5 separate regions of the Mus musculus genome follow, and all the other regions are linked to region 4. Evidence: chromatin contacts called from public Hi-C, HiChIP or PLAC-seq and promoter capture Hi-C data. All regions are on one chromosome and are shown on one strand. The core of a region is the stretch at or near the end of the contact, and the rest is flanking DNA. Distances in the headings are between cores, read along the strand shown.

Evidence for each region. Promoter capture Hi-C pulls out the DNA fragments that hold promoters and counts their contacts. Hi-C and Micro-C count contacts between places; a contact is called where the count stands out from the background. HiChIP or PLAC-seq counts read pairs in DNA pulled down with a chosen protein or histone mark.
Region 1: a contact with region 4 is called in a Hi-C map of regulatory T cells, with 3 times the contacts expected there. The contact joins the promoter of Abhd5 here to the promoter of Higd1a in region 4. A contact is called at or near these places in 4 of 39 promoter capture datasets (the C10 cell line, hippocampal neurons and liver), 3 of 484 Hi-C or Micro-C datasets (embryonic stem cells, erythroblasts and regulatory T cells), 6 of 115 datasets of contacts at active chromatin or transcription factors (bone marrow-derived macrophages, embryonic stem cells, extraembryonic endoderm stem cells and 2 more) and 3 of 9 other capture datasets (adipose tissue, liver and macrophages).
Region 2: an H3K4me3 HiChIP or PLAC-seq map of the 230-238 cell line shows a contact between it and region 4, with 5 times the contacts expected there. The contact joins the enhancer-like site here to the promoter of Higd1a in region 4. A contact is called at or near these places in 7 of 39 promoter capture datasets (the 3T3-L1 cell line, the C10 cell line, the HPC-7 cell line and 3 more), 2 of 15 datasets of contacts at CTCF or cohesin (large pre-B cells and pro-B cells), 9 of 484 Hi-C or Micro-C datasets (B cells, the C10 cell line, CD4 T cells and 6 more), 7 of 115 datasets of contacts at active chromatin or transcription factors (the 230-238 cell line, embryonic stem cells, large pre-B cells and 2 more) and 3 of 9 other capture datasets (adipose tissue, embryonic stem cells and liver).
Region 3: an H3K4me3 HiChIP or PLAC-seq map of the 230-238 cell line shows a contact between it and region 4, with 3 times the contacts expected there. The contact joins the enhancer-like site here to the promoter of Higd1a in region 4. A contact is called at or near these places in 5 of 39 promoter capture datasets (the 3T3-L1 cell line, the C10 cell line, hippocampal neurons and 2 more), 8 of 115 datasets of contacts at active chromatin or transcription factors (the 230-238 cell line, bone marrow-derived macrophages, embryonic stem cells and 3 more) and 1 of 9 other capture datasets (adipose tissue).
Region 5: a contact with region 4 is called in a promoter capture Hi-C map of the C10 cell line, with 2.1 times the contacts expected there. The contact joins the enhancer-like site here to the promoter of Higd1a in region 4. A contact is called at or near these places in 2 of 39 promoter capture datasets (the C10 cell line and hippocampal neurons), 1 of 115 datasets of contacts at active chromatin or transcription factors (embryonic stem cells) and 3 of 9 other capture datasets (adipose tissue, liver and pancreatic islet).

What each region holds. Positions count from the first base shown.
Region 1 is chr9:122,349,465-122,354,354 of GRCm38.p6, forward strand. Abhd5 (abhydrolase domain containing 5) reads left to right here and starts at 2,152. Exons shown (of 7, transcript NM_026179.2): 1 at 2,152-2,375. The coding sequence starts at 2,323.
Region 2 is chr9:122,178,419-122,183,733 of GRCm38.p6, forward strand. All of the region lies in intron 12 of Ano10 (anoctamin 10), which reads right to left. Among named protein-coding and RNA genes, the nearest start is that of Snrk, 64 kb to the left of the region's middle. Within about 2 kb of position 1,858, at least 24 of the 459 cell types and tissues checked have an H3K27ac peak or open chromatin away from gene starts, as enhancers often do. A contact at or near this core is called in the 230-238 cell line and the HPC-7 cell line, where this site is marked.
Region 3 is chr9:122,238,940-122,243,944 of GRCm38.p6, forward strand. All of the region lies in intron 11 of Ano10 (anoctamin 10), which reads right to left. Among named protein-coding and RNA genes, the nearest start is that of Mir8106, 33 kb to the right of the region's middle. Within about 2 kb of position 3,067, at least 53 of the 459 cell types and tissues checked have an H3K27ac peak or open chromatin away from gene starts, as enhancers often do. A contact at or near this core is called in the 230-238 cell line, where this site is marked.
Region 4 is chr9:121,854,194-121,859,290 of GRCm38.p6, forward strand. Higd1a (HIG1 domain family, member 1A) reads right to left here and starts at 3,603. Exons shown (of 4, transcript NM_019814.5): 1 at 3,319-3,603. Gm47112 (predicted gene, 47112) reads left to right here and starts at 3,554. Exons shown (of 1, transcript NR_168944.1): 1 at 3,554-5,015.
Region 5 is chr9:122,146,539-122,151,879 of GRCm38.p6, forward strand. All of the region lies in intron 4 of Snrk (SNF related kinase), which reads left to right. Among named protein-coding and RNA genes, the nearest start is that of Snrk, 32 kb to the left of the region's middle. Within about 2 kb of position 4,088, at least 27 of the 459 cell types and tissues checked have an H3K27ac peak or open chromatin away from gene starts, as enhancers often do.

The DNA.
Region 1 (4,890 bases), core at 902-3,401, 490 kb after region 4:
TGTTAGGCCTGGCAACCTGAGAACCAATTCCAGCAAAGCATTCTCTGGCATCTATGTACTAACCACAGCATGTGCATGCCACACCCAAACACATGCTCATAAAATCAGTGTGATAATCTCTAAGAAACTGTTGCCATTGTAGAAAGTTAAGAACTATAGGGAGTGGGGCTCGGGGGCCGGGGGGAGAGATCACAGTGAGAGAGGAGTGGAGGAGCATCAGAAGTTTAAATGTGTCCCCAACGTTCTCATACTGGAAGCGCAACCCATGTAGTGGTATTGAAAGGTGAGGCCTAAGGGCAGCATCTGAGCCACAGAGGTGCTACTTTCACGGATCAATTAATGCCTTCATCTCGGGAGTCAGTTCTGGGGGAGGGGGTTTCTTATAAAAAGAAGGGTTAGGCCCCTTTCTTGCTCTCTTTGCCCTCTGCCATGAGATGAAGCAGCAAGGCCCTCTTTGTATACCACAGACGCCTTCCTCACAGTCTCCAGCACTGTGAGGGATAAAACTTGTTTGTTGTAAATGATTAGTCAAGGTGTTTCTCTACAGCAGCAAATGTGGTCTAAAATGGAGAGTGATGCATGGGGTCTTAAATACAGGGAAGAATATTAGTGTAGGCTTCAGGAAGGACTCTGGCCTTCCTGAGGAGCTGATGACTGGAGAGAGGTAATCCTAAAGTAACGAAGGGAATACAAACGATATTTACATTATCCATTTGCCTTCAAAAAAATCAAGAGGGTGGTGGGAGCCTCTGTTTCTGTTCAAACCCACATCCACACACCTGCTCTTGGTTAGATCTCTGGGAAAGGGGGAATGCCACATATTTTGGCCTTATTAGAATTATTTGAGACTCAGTTAGCTTACATCAGGCTCCTGAGTAGTTCCGGGCATCAGTACCACCCAGGTGTGGCTGAACTAAGAGAACCTATTACATATTCTCAGAATTTCATTTTTTGGAGTGTGGGGTAGAGGGCAGGATGGGAATTGAACCTAGGAACTAATGCATAGATGGCCCCTGCACAACACAGCTCCAGCTGTAGGCAGCTTGTCACAAGCACAAAGAGCTAGGCTAGTTCATACACTTTCTCCTGACCGGAGGAACCTGCCCCCAGCCAAGGGAAACATCCCTTATGCAACACCAGGATGCCTCTATTTGTTTAATCACAGTGAGTGCCATAGTTCTGAATTCTATTTTTAAAGCGCAGTCTTGGACTTACTTGCTAGCTGCTGACTTTCATTTGCCTGTACTGAGCTTTACTCTTTATCACTTTCACGCATTTGCTCACGTCCCTTAACCAGGAAAAAAATTATTAAAATAATCCCACTCGAGGGTGTGCCTCCTTGCCTGTATGTGCACCATATACATTAAGGTGCTCTGAGGCCAGAAGAGGGTGTTGCTCCCCTGGAACTGGAATTACAAGCAGTTGTGGGGCTCCACATGGATGCTGGAAACAAACCCATTCTCTTCTATAGGACAGTATGCACTCTTAACCACTGAGCCATCCCTCGAGCCCTCTCCCCTTTAAATTTATTTATTTTAAAGACAGGGTCTCACTGTGTAGCTCTGGCTGGCTAATCAGGCTAATCCAACTCACAGAAATGTGTTTGCCTCTGACTCCCAAGTGTTTTTGAAGGGTGTGGACCACCATATCGAGCTCATGAGAATATTTTTATGAGCCCTCAGCCCTCTATCATTTTAGAATGGATTCTAGGAAGTGCTCTCCCTCTCTCCCTCCCTCGCCCCTCTCTTCTGTGGTCTGTGGGGATGATGATGGTGGTGGTGGTGATGGTGGTGGTGTGTGTGTAATTCTAGTACCCACACATAAGCTCTCAGCCTTCCGGAGTCTAGAGTCTGGCAGGGTGGAGTGCAAGTTCCTAGAGGCCACCACCTGAAAGTAAGGGCTGGAGGGTCCAGCACCACAGGATGCGCACTTCTGCCACTCAGGCTATTTCTGGCTGGGGTCTCACTCCAGGCTACCTACGGCTTGCCTAGCGCCCCGTCCAGGGCAGTCCACACGGGCGGAATGACGCATTAATGGTCATTATTCCGACGGATGACTACCTAGGCTCCCGCGGCGTCGGGCTGACCTTCCTTACCAGTGCCCCCGCCTCCGCGCGACAGGCGGGCAGCGCATGCGTGTCTGCGAGGCCGGGCCGCTGGGACGCCGAGCCTGCGGTGGCGCGGCCGCGCCCTCGGATCGTCCCAGCGGGCGGACGACGCATGCGCGGGCGGTGCGGTCTTAAGGGCGGCCGCGGCCCGGGGCCGCCCAGTCGGCCTGTCAGCCGGCTTCGAGGTGTGTCCCTGCGCTTGCGCGGCGGCGGTGATGAAAGCGATGGCGGCGGAGGAGGAGGTGGACTCGGCAGACGCCGGTGGAGGGTGAGGATCACCCGGGAAGGGGGGGACGACGTGGGTCTCGTGCGCTCTGGCGACCCCGGGCGGCCAGCCGAGGGAAGGCGCGGGCGCCCGCTCTCTCGACCCGTCGGGGCAGACAGGCCCGGTCAGGGCCGCGGGGCTGCGGGGAGGGAAAGCGGCTGCTGTTGACGGCCGTCCCGGTGATCCCGAGCGCGGCGGAGCTCAGAACTCCGCGCCGGGAGCCGTGCGTCGCCAGGGTGGGAGAAGGCGTCGGACTCGGAGCCTCGCGGGACAGCCGATCGCCGCCGGTGCGCCTGGGGCGCTTGCGTCCCACCTCCCGCTGCCCCGTGCGTGCGCTCCCGTGACCCGGCGGTCTGGCTTCACTAGCCCTGGCAAACTTTGTGAAAGTTGAAGGGCAGATGCCTAACAGGAAGGAAGCCCTTAAGTTGTTGTTGTTGTTGTTTTGTTTTTTTTGGAAACCGGAGTCACTCTATGTAGCCCTTGCTGGCCTGGAAATCTGTAGACCAGGGTAGCTTTTCAACTCTGCAGAGACCCAATCCTTTTGCCTCAGCCGTCCAGTGCTGAGATCACATGTGTGAACCACCACACCCAACTTCTTCATAGACATAGTAAGTTATTCTTTTTTGTTTTTGATATGTCATGCCCTTGTGAGTAGAACAATGCTTGGTGGAAAAATTAAATTACTATGAAAGTTATTTCACTGATTCTCAAAAGGCTACTTGTTTTATATGGACGGGACTATACATCTCCTTTATAAATTATTTTGACAGTTGTACTTCAGCTATTTGGAGACATTTGTATGGGAAAGATAACCATAGGGTAAATAGATTATGGTAATGTGAAAGTAAGTATTTTGGAAAGATGTTAGGGGAGGAATATTTTTGAAATGCTAGAAACTACACTCTTCAAGTTTTGTTTAAGTGATAATTAACAAGTGGAGCCACTGTTTTGGTCTGTTGTTGAACTTCCTAGTTATATTGACATGAAATACAGAGTGTCATGTGGTACAACTAGGACCTGGTAGCTTGGGTTTCTATTAAATTTGTCAGGACATTTTTCTGGCTCTGAGAATTCTAACTTGTGGGCCCTTTTGGTCTTGATACTGTGAGGCTCAGGAATCCATAGCACAACGGTGAGAGTGACATGGCTCTGATGATGGCTGGAGGTCACTGAGGGCAAGACTGGTTACAGTCCCTAGTCAGAGGTAGACCTCTCTGGTATTTTTGGCAGGACCCGTGAGCAGTGCTGGATAACCATGCAAACAGAAAGAAGGCTAGGTTCTTGCTGGGTGCTCCCCCAGTGTGGTCATGATAATCCTAGAGTCTCCCCTGTGAGTAGATCTGACCACTCCCATTTTCATTTGGAACCGCCACTACCAAGAAGCAGAGCTAACTGGAACCTGCTCCTTTAGGTGTCTGCATTCAACTTTAAGGCGTTTTCCTCATATTTCTGCTACTTCTCAATGGGATTGGGACTCGTGGGATATTTGCCTGCCGTTTTGAGTTAAGTTCTTCAAGACATTTGGGTTTAGATGATGCCATAATTTGGGTCTGGTCTGAATGTCCTAAGAGACTTCACATGTTGGCATTTAATCCTCATTGAGAAGAACTGAGTAGAACTCCAGTGTGATGATAGTTCCTAGAGGCAAGGCTTTGGGATCAGTCAGTAGAACCAAGCCTTGGTGATTGAACCCTTGTGGTTTTCTGAGAAGAGGAGGAGAATTCAGTGTATGCACAGTGTTCTCAGCTCCCTGTGTCTTGCCTAACCCTGATATCCTATGCTACCCTGGGATTTTACCAGGAAAAGTCTAACACTAGGAGTAATCCTATTTTGTACCTCCGGAAGTATGATGAAAACACCTCATTTCTTTACAGATGGGGAGATGATATTGATAAAGCAAGCGATTATAAGCTGCCATCCTATAGCATTTTGGAGCATGTAATTCTTTCCCTTCGTGGCTCTTGGTGGAGACAAGTTTACTGGGAAGCTTTCAAAATCCTATCCCTTTCAGTTGCAATACAGTTGAGAAAGCCAAATATAATAAGAATAGGGTAGATTTCTGCAGATTGCTTTAATGATATCCCAGAGAATTACATAGTGGCGGAATTTGGGGGAAAGCCATCACAGAAATTCACCATTGCAGAGTAGACCAAGAAACAGGTGGTTTTCAGGGCATGCTGGAGTTGATCTGTACTGGCAAATCATTGCTGAATTTTCAGGAATTTTACCACACCAGTACCCTGAAACCAGCCACAGTGGGAATATTTACACCATGGGAAATCAGCAGATTCTATTAAAGAAGACCGGATTTCTCTCTACTGCCTCAGTTGATTTGCCACATCCTGCTGGATATATGTTAAAGTCTCTTGTATAGTTCTGTGCTTTGGCGATTGAAGAGTGAACTTCTTTATCTTATCTCATAAAAAAACTGCTAAGATCTAGACATTTTTTCCTGCTGCTATTGCTCTGTAATCCTTGCTCCAAGTCTTTTTCAAAATCTTGAAATTCTTCAATGCTA
Region 2 (5,315 bases), core at 608-3,107, 320 kb after region 4:
ACTCTGACCTAGAGTCTGGGGAGAGGAGGAGCATAGCCACCCCTTTAAACATCAACTGGGCTCTGGAGACTCTGAAATTAAAACCTGCATAAACATCAGGCAGGAAAAGATAATAGAGCTGACCTTTCCCTATAAAATAGCAGCAGAGTGAAGAGAGAATGGAATTTGTTTTTAAACTTGTGACTCATGCTCCAAATAGTCCTTTAAAAGTGCAGTTGGCTTCCTGTAGCTGGGCCCCTCTTTCCCTGTGGGGAACACAGAAGGAGCCGAGACTGTTCACGCTTCCCCAGACCTGGGATGGTTCTGGTGAATCCTGTGGCCTCAGCTCCTTCGGCCTCCGTCACTCATAGCAGACTCTCCCTAAGCCTACCCTCAGAGCATCAGGACCTTCTGTCAGGAGCATTGGAAACTTGCTTCCTAGACGCAGCTGTTGCCCAGCTTTAAATCTCTCAGCATCCATGCCAACACCTTGACCCCCAACAATCACATTCTGAAGGAATTTGACTGAGCAACCCCAGGTGGCCAGCTCAGTGTCCTTATGAGAGAAGCACGCTGATAGCCTCGTGGCCTCTGTTCCTTTGGAGCAGAGTCCTGTGCTAAGTGGAGCTGGTTATCTGGTGTCCGGGGACCCTGAAGGATGTCTCAAGGTGGTTTGTTTAGTTGAACTGCATCTGGCTCCCTGAGGCTTCCCAGGAGCAGGGGAGCTGGACTGGGATAGAGTGATCCCAGTTCATACTCACTCACCACTCACCTCAGTCCTGGTTTAACTGGTCTGGGGTGTAGCCCAGACAGTGGACTTTTGCAAGCTCCCTAGGTGGTTCTAGCCTGCACTGAGGTAGAAAGCAAAGCCTCTGATGGAGGAGGTAACAGGAAAAGCCAGGGGACCTGCTCTGTCTGCCCTGCCTCCTCTGCCTGCCCTGCCACTACAGCATCCCCATGAATGTTACTTTCTCAGAGATGGGGGAGTGGCTGGTTAAGCCACTGGTTTGAGGGAATGCAGCTAGACATGAAGACAATGAGAGATGTGTCCAGTGCTGCCTGGCTCTCAGGATTCAGTCAGAGCTGTTCTTAAATATGCACCCTGATCAACCATCCCTTACAAGGACCACAGTGCAGTGCATTTCTCTCTTAAAAACATGTGCTAGGAGACTCAGAGCTCCTTGGACACTGTCGGTCCCATGAGGACTTGATGACATATGGGGTGGCCTACTGAGTTTCAGATCTATTGATGTGCTGTGACCAGATCCAGGGCTTTGCCTCTAACAGACAAATGCTCTTCTGCTAAGCTATAGCCCCAACCCAGGCTTCTAAAGTCAGATGCAAAAGGATGGGAAAGTAAGTTAGCAGTTGCTTAGCCACCTGAACTCTCACAAAGAAGGTGCCTAGACGCTGCTGGACGGAGGGGCTCTGATGCCAGAGGCCAAGACTCTGGGAAGCAGAACCTCACAACAGATACGACCTCCAGAGCATGTCAGAGAGCAGAGGTGGAGTGGATTATCCAGATGTGAAAGACAAGGAGAGCATATTTAACCGATTGCTGAAGCTGGTCACCACATTTTGGAACCACCCAGACATGGTGGGCCAAGTCAAGGCCCAGGATGCACTGGGACAGCTACCACTGGGTAGGCTTTGGCTTCCAGCTTCTAAACACAACCCTGCCTTGGAGGCTCCCCTTTCTTAGAGGAGTGGGGTGCAATAAGATGAGCTTGTACATGAAGGCAGAGGACCTTGAGGAGAAAGTGACCTCTTTACAGGCTCTGCACCCCCAAAACAGACATGAGGTTGGAGTGAAGGGGTGGAGCTCTGTGCCTGGCACCTGACTTGCAGGCTGGTCAGACGGCAGCAAGTTCCTCCCAAGAGGCCACTTGGAATCAAAACCACAGCTTGCTTGCAGTGAGTCACGGGCTCATTATGCCAGCCACCAGGCCTGTTACCTTGATGCCTACAGGCCTCAAGTGTGGCTCTGAGAGGTGGCGGGGCAGCTGTCTGGGCTTATCCCTCCTAACCATGTCCCAGTGGCTCCCATGATTCCCTCTGAAAGAGGAGGCTGGTTTACTATTCTACATGAGATTTCACAGACCACTTTGTCCACCTGAGGGAAACAGGAGTGTCCTGATGTTTCTTATGCCACAAACGCACAGTGAGCTTAGGTGACACCAGGATCACCAAATTCTGATGATCTCTGCAGTCACCACAGTGAGAAGCCAGCCATCCTTCCCGATCTTTGTCATTTAATTAAGTAATGGTTTCATCTTAGCTTTTCACACACGGTGCTTTGACCACATTCGTCCCTGCCATTTTACCTCCTTGGACGGCTCCAACAGCACATACTCTCCCCTCCCTAGCAACCCTTAGTAAGTGCCCTTTTGTGGTCAACTTCCATTCAAATGTGTTCAGAGGATTCTACCTGGTCATAAGAGAGGCAAGTGTGTGTGTGGGGGGGGGGGGGCGGGGGGTAGATTGATTTGGGGTGTCTTTGCAATAAGACAAACTGTGTCCTCTGAGTGCACTTTTTGGGAAAGCCTGCTCCCCATTTAATATTTTATGCCTGTGCATAAGATTGGATGCTCATATGACTAAAATCAGATGCATCATGGGGAAGGACATGCTTACTGAGCAAAAGCTTGCATAATACAAGCCTGTCAATCAAAACAAGAGACCCACCCATATACACCCCTTAGCAACCAACTCCTCCTCCTCTCCTGGACCCATAAAAAGAAGCCCTTTTTTAGTTAGGGTTTCATTGCTGTGAAGAGACACCATGACCTCGGCAACTCTTAGAAGGAAAACATGTAATTGGGGCTGACTCACAGTTTCAGAGGTTCAGTCCATTATCATTGTTGTGGGAAGCATGGCAGCGTTCAGGCAGACTTGGTGCTGGAAGAGAAGCTGAGAGTTCTACATCTTGATCCACAGGCACCAAGGAGGGGACTGTCACACTGGGCGAAGCTTGAGCATATAAGACCTCAAAGCCAGCCTCACAGTGACACATTTCCTCTAACAAGGCCACACCTCCTCATAGTGCACTCCCTATGGCCAAGCATTCACACACATGAGTCTACGAGGGCCAAACCTATTCAAACCCCCACAAGCCCCGAACACTAACTAGACTGTGTTGCTCACAGAGCCCACGGCTCTCCTGCAGCTATCGGAGCTGCATTGCTACTGTTCCTCTGGATGCAGTCAGTCTGTCTTCAGGTCTTGAAGATGCTCCCAAGACTCTAAACTGTCTGGTCAAGACAGAAGCCCTCAGTACCTCTCCTATTTTCCTAATTGTTTTTAGAAGCTGGATTCTACTTTCAAGAAAAATGTGCACCTTTCTTTCTGTGTCTGATTGGTTAATATGAGGGTTTTGTTTGTTTGTTAGTTTTTGAGACAGGGTTTCTCTGTACAGTCCTGGCTATCCTGGAACTCACTCTGTAGACCAGGCTGGCCTCGAACTCAGAAATCCGCCTGCCTCTGCCTCCCAAGTGCTGGGAGTGGGGTGAGATGGAGTCTGTCTGACCATTTCCAAAAATGGTCCTGATGCCAAGTTCACTGGCCTCTTCTCACTGGTTTTAAGGATAGAGATGCCTCTGAACTGAAGTCTGACAGCAGCGGCTTCTCTGTTCCAACCCCATGCTTTGTAAAGCTGGAACATTCCAGGACGGCACCTCACTCATGTGAAGACTGCTATCTTGTGTGACGATCTCATGTGCTATCTCATGTGAAGATCTTCTCTTTGACAAAGAGATTACTTTCATACTTTGGATTAAGCCAATGTTGTCATCAAGGCCAGTGTGGTCAAGATTCACCGGACTGCATGGAAAAGTTTCCAGGCAGAAGCCACAGCATCCAGGTCGCTTTTCAGATAGATGAACTGATCCGTCTAATAGCTACTGGACTAAATGCACCTTCAAATAACCTGTCCTTCTCCTAACATTATTTCTATGTTCTGCTGTGGAGCCCAAACCAGCAGACAGAACAGGAGGCAGGCTGGTTGTTACCCAGCATGGGACTCTCCTGGTAAAGATGCAGCTGTTGCCTGCAATGACCTGAAAGCCATCTGAAATGAGGACATGGATGAAGTGCTTCAGGAACACACAGCCAGGTTTTGTGGAATGATTCTGTCACTGAGCAAAGCCCATGGAAGACTCAACTTACATGTCCTTAGGAAATGAAATGAAACTATTTCTTAGAGTCCTTTGGGGTCAGACAGTCGCAGGCCACACAACCAAATTCTGGGTGTCTTTTTTTTTTCCTTTTGAACTAAGTATCCCAGACTAGTATGTGGCAGAACACATGGACGTGTGTACCTTCTTACAGAGCCTCAATTCAAAGGTGTGACAGAAGGGAAGAGAGCCGTGACTGGTGAGCGACTCAAGGAAACATACTTCTCTTCTAAAGGAATGGGCATCAGTACCTGCGTCCTTGGCTCACACAGCCCAGTGGTCCAGTCAGGCAGGAAGTAGTGGCTGATCTCACAGCAAAACATGACCCAGAAGAAAGAAAGGGGACAAAATCTCACCAGTGTGACTCAGACCCCAAGCCTCAGCACCTTGAGAGGACCTCCTTCTAAACAGCCCTCACAGGGTACAAAAGACACATATACAATACACAGGAGCAGGGACTTCTGCCGAAGTCCCTGGAATCTCAGTTTTCAGGGATGGGTCTCATCCTCAGAGAAGTAGGATTCCACAGACACATCGTGATATTTTAACAGGAGCTGTGAGAAACTTACAGTCCCTGAGAATTCTGAGTCCACCCACCACAAACACAGCTGGAATGTACCCCAGCTCCCTCCTGCATCTCCTCTCCCAGTACTCTGTGCCTTCCCCTCTGTCCTCCAGCTGGGGAAACTCAGGGCAGGGCCATATGCAGAACACTTTGGGCCTCTGGATTTTCTCCTGGACCAGCAGCTGCAGCCCAGCTCCAGGGCTCCCTGAGTTCTTTGTCTACACAGAAGCCACTGACCCCAACTGCTCGCTGAGAACAGTGCGTGAGCCCAGGCCAGGCATGCTGCGCTCTCCCAGGTCACACTCTGTGTCCTTCTCCTGGTGTATAAGGTGACAGGGTGCCTGCCACCAAGCTGATGACCTCACTCCTGAACTGTCATCCAGAGTCAGAAGAGAGTCAGTGGGGACTGAAGAGGACGTCTCATCAGTTTCAGCTGCCTTTGCTCAGCACCTCCCTTCCTTCCACAGGTGGCTGAGAAAGTTCACTTCTCCGATTTGTCCACGTCCCACTTCCTAGGGCAGAAGCTTCAATGGAGGAGAGCCATGGTGGCGGGGATTGCACATGCTCTCAGGGCAATGTTCTACGCTAAAAAGCAAAAG
Region 3 (5,005 bases), core at 1,817-4,316, 380 kb after region 4:
AGGTTAGCATAGCCTAAAATGTTGCTTAATGATAATGAAGGTGAGACGGGCCTTTCGTGGCTTAGATACACTTATCTTTTGATGTGCATGCTAAAAGCTTCATCTTACATTAATATTTTTTAAAAAGATTTATTTATTAATTATATGTAAGTACATTGTAACTGCCTTCAGACACTCCAGAAGAAGGCGTCAGATTTCATTATGGATGGTTGTGAGCCACCATGTGGTTGCTGGGATTTGAACTCAGGATCTCTGGATGAGCAGTCAGTGCTCTTAACCACTGAGCCATCTCTTCAGCCCTTACATTAATATTTTAAAATAAGAAATGAAAGTTACTGTATATCTCTGCTTTCTAATTTGTATAAATATATATAGCAGGTCTCAAAAATAAAAATATAACGTGTGATCTCACAATTTTGTCGTTTCCATGGTAATTCAAACATAATGAAGGAGTCGACAGCTGTCCAAGTCTGGTGATGTTTCACCCAGTAAACAGAAATGTTCCCAAGAGTCACCATGAATGTGGCCCTGTCCATACCCTGTCAATTCGTTGCCAGCCCCAAGACACCTGTGCCTTGGCAACAAGGACAAGAATGGCATCACGATCAGGAGAGGTCAGAGTGCCAGAGCTGCACCCAGTTTCAGCACAGATCAGCAGACCCTAGAGGGAAAAAACTCAGCTGCCTCTCCTTGCCCTCATTCTAACACAGCATTTAAACTTCAACTTCTACCCAGGAGTTAGAAAACTCAGCAACCATCACTGCCTTGCCATTCTCACTGAGTATAGGTGAGAAGACAGGTGCTGTGCACCAGGAGACAGAGTAGACGGAAGGAAAGACCGATTCCTGAGCAATCTCTGAGCCAGTGGGACGGCCGGGAACAGTGGAGCTCCTGTGAGCTCATCCACGCTCCACACTCTATGTGCTGTGTCCTGCGTGCCTCCATTCCACTGGATATGTACTCTCTGCACTCTGCCTACATGGCCTGTGGCAAGGTCAGGGCCAGAGCCCAAAGCAGCTCAATATGCCTTTGCTCATTCCCAGGCCAAGTTATCATCAAAGGCCTGAGAAGAACAGAGCAAGATGGAGGGCTATGACAGCAACTGTCGCGTTGCAGCTGGCTAGTTCATATAAGAAAAGAATATCTCAATTATCGAAGGAAATAAAGAAGGGAGCTTGGGCAAGGGGGGAGGTAAGTCCAGCAGGGAGGGAGTGTGGGTGGGGCTAAAAGCTGGAAAGACAGGCAGATCAAAGAATCACCACCCTCTGCCTGCGGGTCAGAGTGTAGGTCCACGGCCTAGTTACTTCATCTTGAAGCTTAAAGTTTCAAAAGCTCAGGCCAGGCAGGGGTGGTGGCGAACGCCTTTAATCCCAGCACTTGGGAGGCAGAGGCAGGCGGATCTCTGAGTTAGAGGCCAGTCTGGTCTACAAAGTGAGTTCCAGGACAGCCAGGGCTACAGAGAAACCCTGTCTCAAAAAAAAAAAAAAAAAGTTCCAAGAGCTCATTAATGCAACACTTGCTGAGTTGTACTGAGAAACAACAACAAAAACAAAAAACAAAAAATAAAACAAAACAAAACCCAACATGATTCTCCACCCAAAGCTGCTAGTCTTCGGACAGTTCTAAAGGGTTTGTTCTTATTTTTTAACCTAATAAATCCACAAGTAGATGTTCCCCTGGCTCTGGCCTCAGCCCATTCCCAGTGCTGGTGAAAGCAAGGCAGAATGTCTGTTGTTATCCACAGGCAGTTTTCAGTTTTCCAATCTTGTCAAACTGTCGGTGCCACTGGCCCAGGCTTGAGACAGCAGCTATGCTAATCACCTTCCTCAGCCTGTCAATTTCATGGTACAAGAACTTCTTAGAAAAGGTCAGATCTGCTTTGTGCAACACCATAGGCTGTACATTCTAAAGCTTAATAGCATCAGGTCAGCTGACATATGCATTCCTTTACATCAACACCCCTGAGACTGCCAGTGAAACTCTCATCTCTACTAGACAATCAAGTATGAAGCAAATGCGCTGCAGCCTGCTTGGCGACCACTGTGATTAGCTGTGCTTGCTATCTGCACTTTACCCACAGATGCACTGACAGGGAGCCGGGCTTACGGGCTGTGCAGCAGGGACTCCGTGGCTGGTACACTAATGCATGCATGACCTTGAGCCTTCTGAATTCTGAGTCATATGACTGCATTACTATTCAAAGATGACACACGTGGATTAACGGAAAGCACACTCCTCCCTGGAAATGCCTCTCTAGTTTCCATATGCTTTTGACTAACATCAAAATGAAATGGTGTCAAAAGACAGATACCAATAAAGCTTCCTACTGGTAACCACATGAAAATACAGAGGCTGGAGCTGGCTCAGTGGGTAAAGTATCCACTGTGCAAGTGTGGGGATGTGAGTTCAAATCCCCACAGCACTCCTAAGGACAGATGTGGGAGCACACACGTGTAATCCCCGAATCCTATCAGCAGAGACAGGTCAGCTAGTGATCGGATCAGCAAACCTGGGTGGGGTATACAGCAGCAAACAAGAGTGTCTCAAATGAGGTGGAAGGTGAGGAGTGTCACTTGTGACTGTCTGACAGCCACACATGTGCTATGCCATGCATGTGCCTCACACACATGCATGTGCACTCTCACACCGATTCCCCTGGAGGAGCACAGTTTCTCTAAAAACCTTGACTAAGATGTGTGCAATACAGGAGAGCTGAGGAGGAATGCCTAGGATCTGTCCTTCCTCTCAGGATAAAATGACCAACTAACACCTCCTGTTATTCTCACTTGTGAATTTGTACACATGCTTGAGTGCTTCTGTGTGTGTGTGTGTGTGTGTGTGTGTGTGTAGTGTATGTAAGTATGTGTGTGAGTGTGAGTGTGAGACAGAGAGACAGAGAGGCAGAGAGGCAGAGGACAGAAGCACTGAAAGAGGAGGCACCCACTTTGGGCAGGATGAATATTCCAGCAGTCTCAGGGGAACTTTAACACATGGGGATGTGAGCACTCTGTCACACATCTTACTGAGCACGCACTCAGCGTGGGGTGGCACCTGGCTGCTCTTTCTTTCAGTTCCCTTTCTATGGCTGGTTAGCACTGAACCTCCACAAAACTACTCTCCCTGCTCCCATCTCACCCTGACTGTGAAACCCCTTCAGCAAGTTCCTCGCACCGGTAGCCACATCATAGACTTCATTATCAGCACAGATGGTACCAATTAGCTTCTGCGTGAGGCTTTGATATGGAAAGAGCAAGGGAAGCCTGTGTGGTCACCCAGGCATGAGTGCCCGTGGCTTAAGGACAGCAGTGTCTGTATCTTTTGCAGCTCATCATCCACCTGCGCCCGATCTGTCAGAGGCAGTCTTGACTTTGAGGCTCAGCTTGAGCCCAACTTACAACACACACACACACACACACACACACATACACACACGCAAGTATGTTATACTCACACAAAGGCGCACACACCTTCAGTTGAAACATTCATTTTTTTTTCTTTTACCCAATATATGTAAAACGAAAAACTCAGACCCTTTGCCCCTCTTGGCACTTAACAATGTTAGAAAGCTGTAATTCATCTTTACAACTCTGAATGTATGCCCGTCCCTGGGAAAGTGTTTATTAGCCAGGGACAGATACAGGCAGCTGCATTTTACACATAATGCCAGTCTACTAACTTCTGGTCCTGTCTGCATCATGGCACCTTGGGGTCCACAAAAGAAGCCAAAGCCCCTCTGAAGCTACTGAGCAATCGATCTGCTGAAGGGACAGAGTGACAGAGTGACAGAGTGACAGAGTGACAGAGGCTCAGCAAAGAAAGCAAATCCAACATGGTGATGTAACAGAAACATGAGCCGCTGAGGCAGTGCCTGACCAGACCCCAACCAACATCTTAAACACTGAAAGAACATTTAAACCAAGGTAAAAAACTCAAAAAAATGAGCCCTGCAATGGTCACTCTGAAGTGCCGCCACCTCCTGAAGAGGGACGAATGGTTGTCTCCTCTCCTCTAGAACAGACCCTCAGCCAGGGTTGTGATGAGATCTGGTTGCACGAGGGCAGAGGCTGAACAGGAAATCGCTGTTCTGCAGAGCATTCCTGTATCACTGGTTACTCCAGCTGCTCTGCAGCGCTGCAGGAACACATGGGTGGCAGGTGCCAAGAGCTGGGACCATAGTCGGAGCTGCCAAAGAATTCGGCAAAGGGAAGCAGACAGACCTGGGGAGCTGTGGAAGGTGGGAGATATCCTTATGTAAACAAGGAAGCTCAGCAGGAGCTGCAGGTTCTCCTGTTGCTGAGAGCAAGAGCACAAGGAAAGAGGGAGGGGGGAGGGAGGAAGAGGGGAAGGGAGGGAGGAAGGGAGAGAGGAAGAGGGGGAAAGGGAGAAAGGGAGGGAGGGAGGGAGAAAGGGGAAGGGAAGGAGAGGAGGGAAGGGAAGGGAGGGAAGAAGGGAGGGAGGGGGAGAAAGAACTGCCCAGAACAGGCTGAGAAGAGGCAGTGACTGGTGAGCGTCCTCAGAGCTAGACCACCATGCTCTCCACAGTGTATGATTCCTTGAGGGTCCACCCTGCTCTCCTGCTTCACAGCAGGACTCAGACACTCTGGGCTGTGAGCTTCCCAGTGCTTACATTCTTACCCCACCTTAGTATATTTTCTGAAACCATGCTACTGTGAATAAAAAAATATCACTTCCAAAGTGAGGGGCTTGCCTTTGCCTATATTTTAGGGCAAGAAATATGTTAACCACCATAATACCTTAAAAATGCAAAATAATCTAAAAAATTGTCATCAAAATGTTACTTTAAAAAAGAGTGTGCTCTAATCATAAGTGTTGAGAGGTCTCTGGGTTGTCAACAAAACAAACATCTGCCATTCACAGAGACTAAAGGCCAACCCTTAAGACAGCAGTCCCCAGGAAGCCCATTCAGATGACACAAGGACACAAGGTTCTTCATATTCTGCATTGTGGGGTACATGCACGAGGAAGTGTCTTGTTGAGTCTGGAG
Region 4 (5,097 bases), core at 2,353-4,852:
CACTCCCTAAGGAGTAAATACTATCCTTAACAGAGAAGAAGACTTAGCTAGCTAGAATATTCAGATTAGGGCTAAGACTTTCCCTTTTCTTGTACTCCCAATACTTCCTAACACATTACATCTTACTAAGCTTTGTACATACAAAGCTTGGTAAGCTCAAGGTTCAGGATGTGATTACATTTACAAAATAAAACAAATACTGACTAGGTGCGGTGCACATGGCTGTAAAACCAGCACTCAGAGTCTGAAGGAGAAGGATCTTGAGTTCCAGGCCAGCTCAAAGCATTTACAGAGCTGAGTGCTCTGTCGCAACAGCTCCCCTTTGCCTCTCTACTTCAATTTTCCCCAGTTAACTCTTGGTTTTGCAGGTCTGTGCCTGAATTGGCCTCCTCTGGGAGGTCCTCTTTGGTTACGCCCTCCTACAGAACACTGACAAACACCTGTGTGAGTTCCTGAAGCTGGGGTGCAGACCTGCCCTCTTGCATACATCCCCATGGCCTGCACATAGTGAGTAGAGTACTTTCAGAGTTTGATCAGGCAATGTGAGACCACCAAGCTGCACACACCTATGCCCATTTCCTTTTATTGTTCTTACACAGCATCTATGAAAATGAGAAAATATCCTGAGTGGGTCTTGATTCCTTGAAGTTACAAGTGACAAAAATTATCAGACTACAATCTACTTTAAAAACATCCCTTTGTGGTTGGGGAGGGTAATACACATCTTTAATCCCAGCACTCAAGAGGTAGAGGCAGATGGATCTCTGTGTTCCAGGACAGCCAGAGCTACATAATAGAGGGACTCTATCTCGAAAATATAAAACAAAACAAATCTCCCTTTGTGTTTATGCCTCCTGAACTCATCATGAGAGAGGCACCTCTATTGTGCTGGGGACACAGCTCAGTGACAGAGCACTTGCTAAGCTTGCTTGAGGTCACAGGTTAGATCCCCAGCATTGTCAACAAACACACCATAAATAAGGAAACAAACCATGGCTGGCATCTTTTCCCCATTTCCTAGGTGGTTATGTGTATTGTCCAGTGGGTTCATGGAGCAAAAGGGGGAGGGGGAGGGGGAGGGAGAGAGAACTATTTCTTTACTGTATATAAAAGAACAGAAGACACCCATCCCTTCCCTTCATCACGAGTATGTGATATAGATTATCAAGCTGGAATGGGTGGGGCATTTGACCTCACTTTCAGAATGTTGTTAATTTCATAATGCGGTTAAGAATTGGGGCGCATCATGTAGCCATTATTTCTTTTAGGGGACTAATGATAGCCAGAGTGGTGATATGTGCCTATAATTTCAGCCCTCAAGAGGGGAGAGGATCAGGAGTGCAAAGCTAGCCTAGGCTGCAAAGCAACACTCTGTCTCAAGACAACAACAAAAATAATGAAATCAAATTTACAAAAGACGCCCATCAGGCATGACAGGGCAGATGTCAGGCAAGAAGCTGAAGATGAGTCTGGAGCACAAAGAAAGCCACATGGATAGAACTGTAATTATATGACCCAGTGGATAAGGCATTTACTCCAATGCAAAGGTACGAATTTGTACCAATTATATATGCATTTGGCTACCAGAAAGGGCTACAAAAAGATGAGGAAACTGAAGAGTGTGCTGTGGTGGAAATTGCATGTAATGTCAGTATCAGACTACGGGAAGCAGGAGATCTCAAGTTTGAAGCTAGCCTGGGCTACACAGCAAAACCATGCTGGAAGAGGAGGAGGAAGAAGAAGAGAAGGAAGAGGTGGTAGTGGTGGTAGTATTTATGAAATATAGCCACTTAGGTGAAAAGGAAAGGACATGCTTTAAAACTCACGGTCAATAAGCTCAAATCATAACTTAAGTGTAAGAAATTAAGTAAGAGATGATGATCAATATCCTTATTTTACAGGTGGATAAATGAGTTTGAATTATATGACCATAATATAAGGGTCATGTGGATTGTTCCACACCAGGAATATATTTCTGGAAGGTAGGATTACAATCTGACTCCCCACATACAGTCCACAGTTTTGTTTGACAATTTATTTATTGTTAAATGAACATTTTTATGTTACAGGTGTAAATCTGAACTGAAAATATAAAAATTCATACTGTCTTTGAACTGTAAAAACTGTGTACATTACACCTATAGTTAAATGGGCTATTCTCTCTTCAGTTAAATTATCTAACAATTTCAATTCCAAGTTAAAAAGATTTTTTCCCACTAGATTTTTTTTTATTATCTCACTCACCCAATGACTGACCTATATCTGTCAGAAAGTAGAACATATTTTTATTTTTAAGTCAGCAATAACCAGATATTCAAACTTAGTTTGCTGAGCACATTATTCTGTAAGGCCAGGCATAACTACTGACACACTTTTCCAAAGGCATGGCAACCTAGAAGAGGTAAATAAGAAAATGGTTGGGCATCAGGTGATATAACAGCTGAAGACTCTTCCCAGCATGTCCCTTTGGTCCTAAGAACTATTACCTAAAATAGTAAATTTTAAATTCTGATTTTGCCTAAGTTACCTGTCAGCTTGTGCAAAATGGCTTCTCTGAGATTGTGATTCAAACGGCCAGGGGCACAACACTAGGATTTGTATCTTAAGAAGCCCTTTCAAGTTATACTGTGCAGAGAAGACCTTCTAGCACATTCCAGGAGCACCGAGAACCTTTTGAACCTGTCAAGAATTTGCATCCAAACTGTCAATTTGCAGGGGGCCTCAGTAGTCCGGGAAGCAGATTCCCGGGTAGGGATCACCCCCTCAAAGAGAGGACTGCTTTCCACCCCAGGAATAAACGAGGGAAGCAGAGAACAGAATCGAGTCACCCGGACGGCTGGCACACCTGAACCTTAGTCGTGCTTTTGTGATCTCTGCACCCCGTTCCCTTGTCAGGGGCATTCGCATTCCGCCACAGCCTTCCCTCCTCCATCCGGTGACACAGGGTCACGTAAGGTCTGCGCAAACCCCGGGTGGCGCCCGGGAAGGCCAGGCCGAGGTGCCCGAGCGCTGCGCCCTGCCTCACCTCCCACCTTCTTGTGACCTTGTCCAGACTCCTAGACCCGTGCGATCGCGCTCCCTCTCCCTCTCCTCCCACTGCTCCCGGGATCCCCGAAGCTGGCACCAGCCCGGTCCCCGTTTGCCATCGTTGCCTCCTCCGCGACTCTCGTTCCCTCGGCCACGATCCGCTCCAGAAGCTCCGGCCTCCTTCCTCCGGCTCCACATGCACTGGCCGACGGGGACCCCAAGTCCTCCGCCCACCCGAGGGACCCCCCGCCCCGCAGCCCTCGCCTCCCGCCCGGCTCCCGCTTCACTCACCGAGACGCGGGGTCCCTTCCAGTCCTGCCGGTTTCTGGCCGCCACCCGAGTGCGAGAACACCGGCTTCGCCTGCTGCGGCCACTGCTCGCCCCAGCCAATCAGAAGCCAGCAGCCGGCGAGGCCGGGCCAGAGACTCCCTTTACGTGCGAGGGGCGGTGGGCGTGGTCACTTGTAGCGCGGCGCCCATTGGCTGGGGGGCCGGCCCGGTTCGTGGCGGCGCGCGCTGTTCGTGTCAGACGTGAGGCCTGGGCGGCAGTGCTGGCGCGGTGCCGCCTGGCGGCCGCTGCCTCCCAACCCCAATTGCCTCGAGGTTCTCGCGACCGGTTCGCTGGGCTCCGCGAACGCCACGCACGCAGGCTAGACCGGCTTAGGTGAGCCGAGCGGCCCGCCCGAGCGGGAGCATGCGCCGTCGGGGCGCCTTTGGGTCCCTCCCCGGAGCTGGTGGTGGCCGGAGAGCAGTGACCTCACACATGCCTGGGGAGGAGTCTGATGGGGCAGGCAGCTTCCGGGGCGGGGCTTCGTGTGGGCTCCGGGGATGGCAGACACCGACAGCCCCACTATGGGACGTGTCTGTCCAAGACTCTCAGCGTAGCAGAACATGGCGGCCTCTGAGAGAGGTAGGCTACTGGTAGGTACTCAACTTTGAGTGACTTCAGGGAGAGGAACAATTGTCTCCTCACCCCGAATAGAGCACCAACCACGGACAAGAGAAAGGATTCCGTCTTGTCTACCCTGCCCACCCCTTGCCCCGCCAGAGGCAGCTCTGCAGAGGGCTTCTTCCCCCTTTGTGCACCGATTATATAAACTGGCAAGAGGAACCACAGTGAATCGGCTAACTTTCTAACTTCCCCATACCTCAATGTTTCTTTTCTTTGTAAACTAATTTTATTACATTTACTTGTGTGAACATTTGCTGAGGTCAGAGGACAACCTTCACCAGTCACCTCCTAATGTCTGGACCCTGGGGCTAGAACTCTGATTGTGGGATTTGGTGGCCTTTACCCAGTGAACCATCTTGTTGGGCCCTCAATACGTTTCTTGAATTTCCTGAAGGCTGGTGTAGTCTTATGAGCCACCTTCCAATAACTACATAACAGGTGTCATGACTGAATATTAAAATTTTGTATTACCATTTTATTTATTGTGGGGAGGGGCACATGTGCTATGGCAAATGTGTGGAGAGCAGAGGACAACATGAAGGGACCTGTTGTTTCCTTTGCCCACAGGTTCCAAGGATCAAACACAGGTTAAAAATTATTTGAGTTAAGTCATATGTAGGAAACATTCCATGTTATACATGATAAAACTCTATGCCTGTGGCTGGAGAGTTGTCCCAGTGATTTAAAGGCACTTGTTACTCTTCTTACAAGAGGATCCAGGTTCAGTTCCTGACACTCAACGTGAGGCTCCCAACCATCCCAACTCAGTGGAACTCAAACCCTCTTTTGACTGCTTCAGGCACCAGGCATGTATATATGATGCACATACATGTATACATGCAGGCAAGATACACATATTTTTAAAATAAAACTTTTATGGTGGTGCACACCTTTAATCCTAGTATTTAGGAGGGAGGCAGGTGGATCTCAGAGTTCAAGTCCTTCCTTGTCTACAGTACAAGTTCCAGGACAGCCAGGACTACACAGAGAAGCCCTGGTTCAAAGAACAAAAATGAAATAAAGCTTTCCATACCTTGGATATGTGGCAGCTTTGTGTCTTTGAAAGTATGTTCTTTGTATGGGTGTGCTAAACACAGCTTTGCTGAGCAGGAGTCAGTG
Region 5 (5,341 bases), core at 2,838-5,337, 290 kb after region 4:
ACCTAGTAGGAAGTGTGGAGACCTCTTCTTTAACGCCTGTTAGTGGGTGCTGCATTCTGGAAAGGGGCCATGCCTCTGCTGCTTCCAGCCCCTTCACTGCTGACCCAGGCCTCAGTGTGATGACCTCTTGGTGTGCAGCCTGGTGAATGCACAGCCTGGTGGTGTGCAGCCTAGAGTGTATATGTGTTGACTTTGCATCTGAGTCTGCTGTGGCCCTTTAGAGGAGGCAGGGGCCCCTCACAGGTTCCTCTGCATCTTAGACTGGTTCTTCAGTTGGCTATTCTAGTCATGTGGACAAAGAAACAGGACTAATGTATTCAGAAGCTAGCAGGAGAAGAACTATTGTAGCTGCTGACTGGAGGGATGGCTTATCTGGAGAGAAGGAATGGCAGACCCCTTGGGATGCAGTCTGTTAAACATATTCTTGTATATGAAGAGTTAAGGGGGGAAAGCTGAGCATTGAGCTGTGCTTAGCCTTTCTGAGCAGATAAAAAGGGTCTCATTAAACAACTTGTAAGTAGGCACTTGTTAAGTAAGAAAATGTTTTATCTTACAAGTGATTAGAGTATTCATGATGTAGTGTAAAACATAGTGATCAAAATTGTGGTAGACAACCTAGTGTGAAGGGTACACACACAGAAAGCACTGAGTGGAAAGTTCATAACACACATATTTACATAGCTAACAATACACATAGATAACATACATATATGCATACATTCATAGATATCATACATAGATAACATACATACATAGGTAACATGCATAGATAGCATACTTACATAGCTTACGTACATAGATAACACACATACATAGATAGCATACATGCTAACATACATAGATAACATACATTCATAGATAACATTCATACATAGCTTTTCTCAGAAAAAAAAAAGGTGCTGAAGTAATTCAATGGAGAAAAGACAATTTTTCAATATGGTTGCAAGCAGACAGAAAAACCTCATAGCTGCTGTTAAACCTAAGTATCAAGTTTATCAAGTGTGTACTAACCCAACAGATGGAATCACACCACTCACTTTTGTCCTCAGTGGAGACGTTTCTAGTTTGTGTTCAGAGTCAGACTGATTGTAGAAGACTGAGTGGGGGGTTGAAGTATTCAGTTTACTACCTGGAACCAGCTGTGAAGTCACTGTGTCCTGACATAGTATTCTTTAGTGGGTACCCCTTTGAAAGAGCATCCACACTGGATATGTCATGAAAGAGTCCTCATCTTGTGCTGCTGTGTTCACACCCTTGTCTCTCACCCTGTGCTGCTGTGTTCACACCTTTGTCTCTCACCTATGCTGCTGTGTTCACACCCTTGTCTCTGGACGTGTGCTGCTGTGTTCACACCCTTGTCTCCATGGTTTTTACTTTGAAGATGTGAAAGTCTCAGACTTTGAGATCAGCACTACAATAAAATTGAATGGCAGCTAGGGATTTCCTCCTAGAGCTTATAAAAGGGAGGTAGATCAAAAAGATCTAATTTTGTAAAGGTGTGCATTTGTAACTAACTCTTCACCATTGTCTTTAGCAATTCCTTGAGGGGTTGTTTTGATTAGGCAGAAAATGTGAGGGAATCAGTCATTCAGTTGGATGTTGTCTTGGAATATACCTGGGTGGCTCCCCGTGTTTGCTCTGACTTGGTCAGAACATGCAAATCAACCTGACCTGGAGCAAGGAAACGGAATAAATCACAACAGCCACCAACACTGCCTGACTCCTTAGATTCTCTCCACGTGTTAGTATTGAGATCACAGACCCACAAACACATGCATGCACATATACATACATAGCCATATACAGCTCCACACACATGCACATGGATACATACAAAGATGGTCAGTAATCCTAGTTTTAAAAAGAAATGTTTTATGTCAGCTATAGATTTTTGTGGAACATACCTGGGTTTACTGAGTGTTCATAATCTTTGAAGCAATTACTTGTATTGAAAATAGAAGTCATCCACCAGGCAGTGCTGGCGCATGACTCTAATTCCAGCAGTTGGGAGGCCAAGGTTGGCAGATCTCCTAAGTTCAAGGCCAGCCTGCTCTACCGAGGGAGTTTCGGGATAGCTGGAGCTACACAGAGAAACTGTCTTGAAAAAAACAAAAGAAGGGAGGGGTGGAAAGAAAGGAAGGAAAAGATTGAATTTTTATTACTCTCATTATGGAGAGATTGACCTGTGAGTCCCTTGAGGGAACCCCACAGATTGCACCATTACAAGTGAAGGCTCCCTCTCTCCAAGAATACAAGACTATTTTGAGGTCTCCTTCTTTCTCCCTTCATTCTCGTTCCTGTGGCACACACACACACACACACACACACACACACACACACACACACACACACACGCGGAGAGGGAGAGAGGGAGCAAGATGCTCTGTACCCAGAAGCAGTTGATATCACCAAGAAATTACCAGAGAAGTGATAGAAGAAAAATTAGGCTTACGGAAGCGAGATAAGTTGGCTAAGGTGGTTCTTGCCCTGCCATGCATGCATGTTCTTCTCATGAAGCCATGCTAAAGAAGTAGCCTGTGGTTTTGTTTTGTTTCGCTTATCTTGACTATCTTACTTTCTTCATTTATGAAAGCCGTTTCTAGATTGGCACTAGGTTTTTAAAGTGGGATGTGAAGGAATGCTGAGTTAGTGTCTATTGTCTGCCTGGATAGATGTGTGTGTGTGCAAACTCACAGTGTGGCTATGGATGTGTGTATGGGTGTGTGCAAGCTCACAGTGTGGATGTGTGTGTACAAGCTCACAGTGTGGATGTTTGTGTACAAGTTCATAGTGTGGCTGTGGATGTGTGTGTGTGTGTGTGTGTGTGTGTGTGTGCGTGCGTGCAAGCTCACAGTGTGGATGTGTGTGGATGTGCAAGCTCACAGTGTGACTGATAACTCTTTGGGTTCTTGAACTTTTTCCCTATTTTGACTTGAGCAAACAAGTTTGCACAAGGTGGTAAAGAGCTGACTAAAGCAAACTGCAACTGGTGATCACTGATCACCCTCTGCGTTCTGCCTCACAGTTCTTAGAGGCCTCCTCCTCTTGGCTTTGTTTTTTTGTTTGTTTGTTTGTTTTTTTATTTTTTAAGATAGGAATAAGCACTGCCTGCCCTTGCAGTCTGGAGCTGCTATTTGCACAGTGTTTACAGAGAACTGTGCTCTGCATGGTCTCAGGTTCCCGCAGTAGCAGGCTCAGCTGGGTCCAGGGAATGTGGTCTGCGTCCACAGACCTCTGCACAATGGTGAAAAAGTAATGACCACCTACAGCTGTGATTTCCGGGTCCTAGGTCTCTAGGCTGGAGGGTGATGTGAAGGAGCTTGAAAAGAAGATGAGAGTTGTAGGGGAGCGCTTGGAAAGTTAAAGCACACGGTAGAATTGGGTCCTAGACTAGGGAGTCAAAGAACCTGTTGAGTAAATGGGCAGTGCTGTTTCCTAAAATTAGATAAAGTGTAGAAGTGCCATTGATGAGACTGGGCCACAGGTGGGGACAATTTGGGACAAATTTTTTAGCTTAGTTCGGGGGGCATTGATTTTTAGTTGCATGGAACATTTTGATTCTCTCAAGTCTTGCTGGAAAGGAAGTGTGGAGACCTCCATGGTGATCCACTCCTCCTGGCTTTGCTAAGGAAGGACTGCTTCCCCCTGAAACCATGCTTCAAAATAGAGAATAGTGAAACAGAGGGTGCTAGAGACAGCTTGCTGCATGTGTGAGAGGCTCATCTAGCTAGGTTCCTCTACCCTCTTCTGCTTTGCTCTGGGTTTGCCGTTTTGTGCTGCTAGGAATCGAACCCAGGGCTTTGGTCAGACCTGGCAAGCACCCTACCCCTGAGCACAGCCGTGGCCCAGCTTCACTGTTAGCAATCTGTTGAAAGAACCTGGTGGTTCATTTTGTGCTAGCTTTCCTACCCTCAGGACTAACCACAAACCTTGTTTGGAGCAGGAAAGAACCTCTAGTAGCCAGGGCTCCAGGTAATTTTGGATTCGGACCAGTACCTCTTGCTGGGTAAATGGAGTTCAGTGTGGGAAACCACAGGCAGTCAAGTGTCAGACTTACCACACAGGAAACAAGGGGCAGATTTGTGTAGGTTCCCAGGGTCCTCACACTTCTGCGGAGAGTCCCGGGTGTCTTTGCACAGGTCGAGTGTTGGTTGCTAGTAAGTGCCATTTGAATAAAGGTGTGTACAGGAATAGGAGGTGTTGTGTGCAGCGCTGCTTCATCAGCAGTGACTCTAAAGCTTTCTGGTTCTGTTTACTTATTGACTCCTGACTAGTTCTGTTAAAAGAAAGTTTGAGGAAAACTAGTAGAGGTTTCTGTCAGAAACCTCTCATTCTTCCCATTTTATTTCTTTCTCATTTTTATTTTGGATAATTCCTATTAGAAGTTATTTTTTAATTGGCATGTTCTTTTTCCGTCTTGTTTTCATTTTTATCTTTTGATAGCCTTCCTAAGAGGACTTTCTAATATAAACTCTACTACATCAGCCTGAGAATCAGCACCATTCGACTGTATTATGATTGATAATCCTACCATGTGCCAGTGTGGGAAGCTGCTGGACTGATTTGGGAATTGTATTTCTAGTTCTCCTGAGAACTACCAGTGACTCCCATCCTCTATAAAATCAAACTTCAGATTTATCCTCTTCTTCCTGTGTTACCACAAATTGAAAGATATATATATATATATATATTTTTTTTTTACTAAGTAAGCATTTATTTTTCTTTTTTTCTTTTTTTTTTTTTTTTTTTTTTTTTTGTCAACCAAGAGCCTTTATAGTTGGGTCTGAAATCAAAATGTCACTTGAAGTAGTAGCATTACCACGCTTGGGTTTTGGATGCTTTTTGTTTGTTAGCATATCTGCACACAATCTCACTATTGTGTTTTTAAAATGAAGGTAATGTGGTGTTTCTTCTCTGTATCCATGTTTCTCCAGCCTGGCCTGCGATGGTAGCACTACTACCACCTCAGGCTCAGGAGCTTATAGTTGTATTGTATTAAAACTTTTCATGGAAAAATAGAATAGTATTAAGATGAATTTTTATTAAGATAATGTCACCTCCCTCTCCAACTTATGAGAGGTAATTCTGCTTTCACCCTTACTGGCCTTCATATCAGACGTCTGCTCCTGGGGACCTTCATTAGGACCTGAAAGAAGCAACTTAGGTGAGGGAAGATTGTCTTAGGTTATGAGAGGTTAGGTAATGAGCATTTCATTAGATCATAGCAGGGAAGGTATGACCTAGCAATTCTCTGGTGGGAGTGTATGGCAGAGCCGCTCACGGTGGTGGAGGTCAGTAACAGAGTGTAAGCAAGGCCAGGTGTAACCCTCAAAGGCCAGTT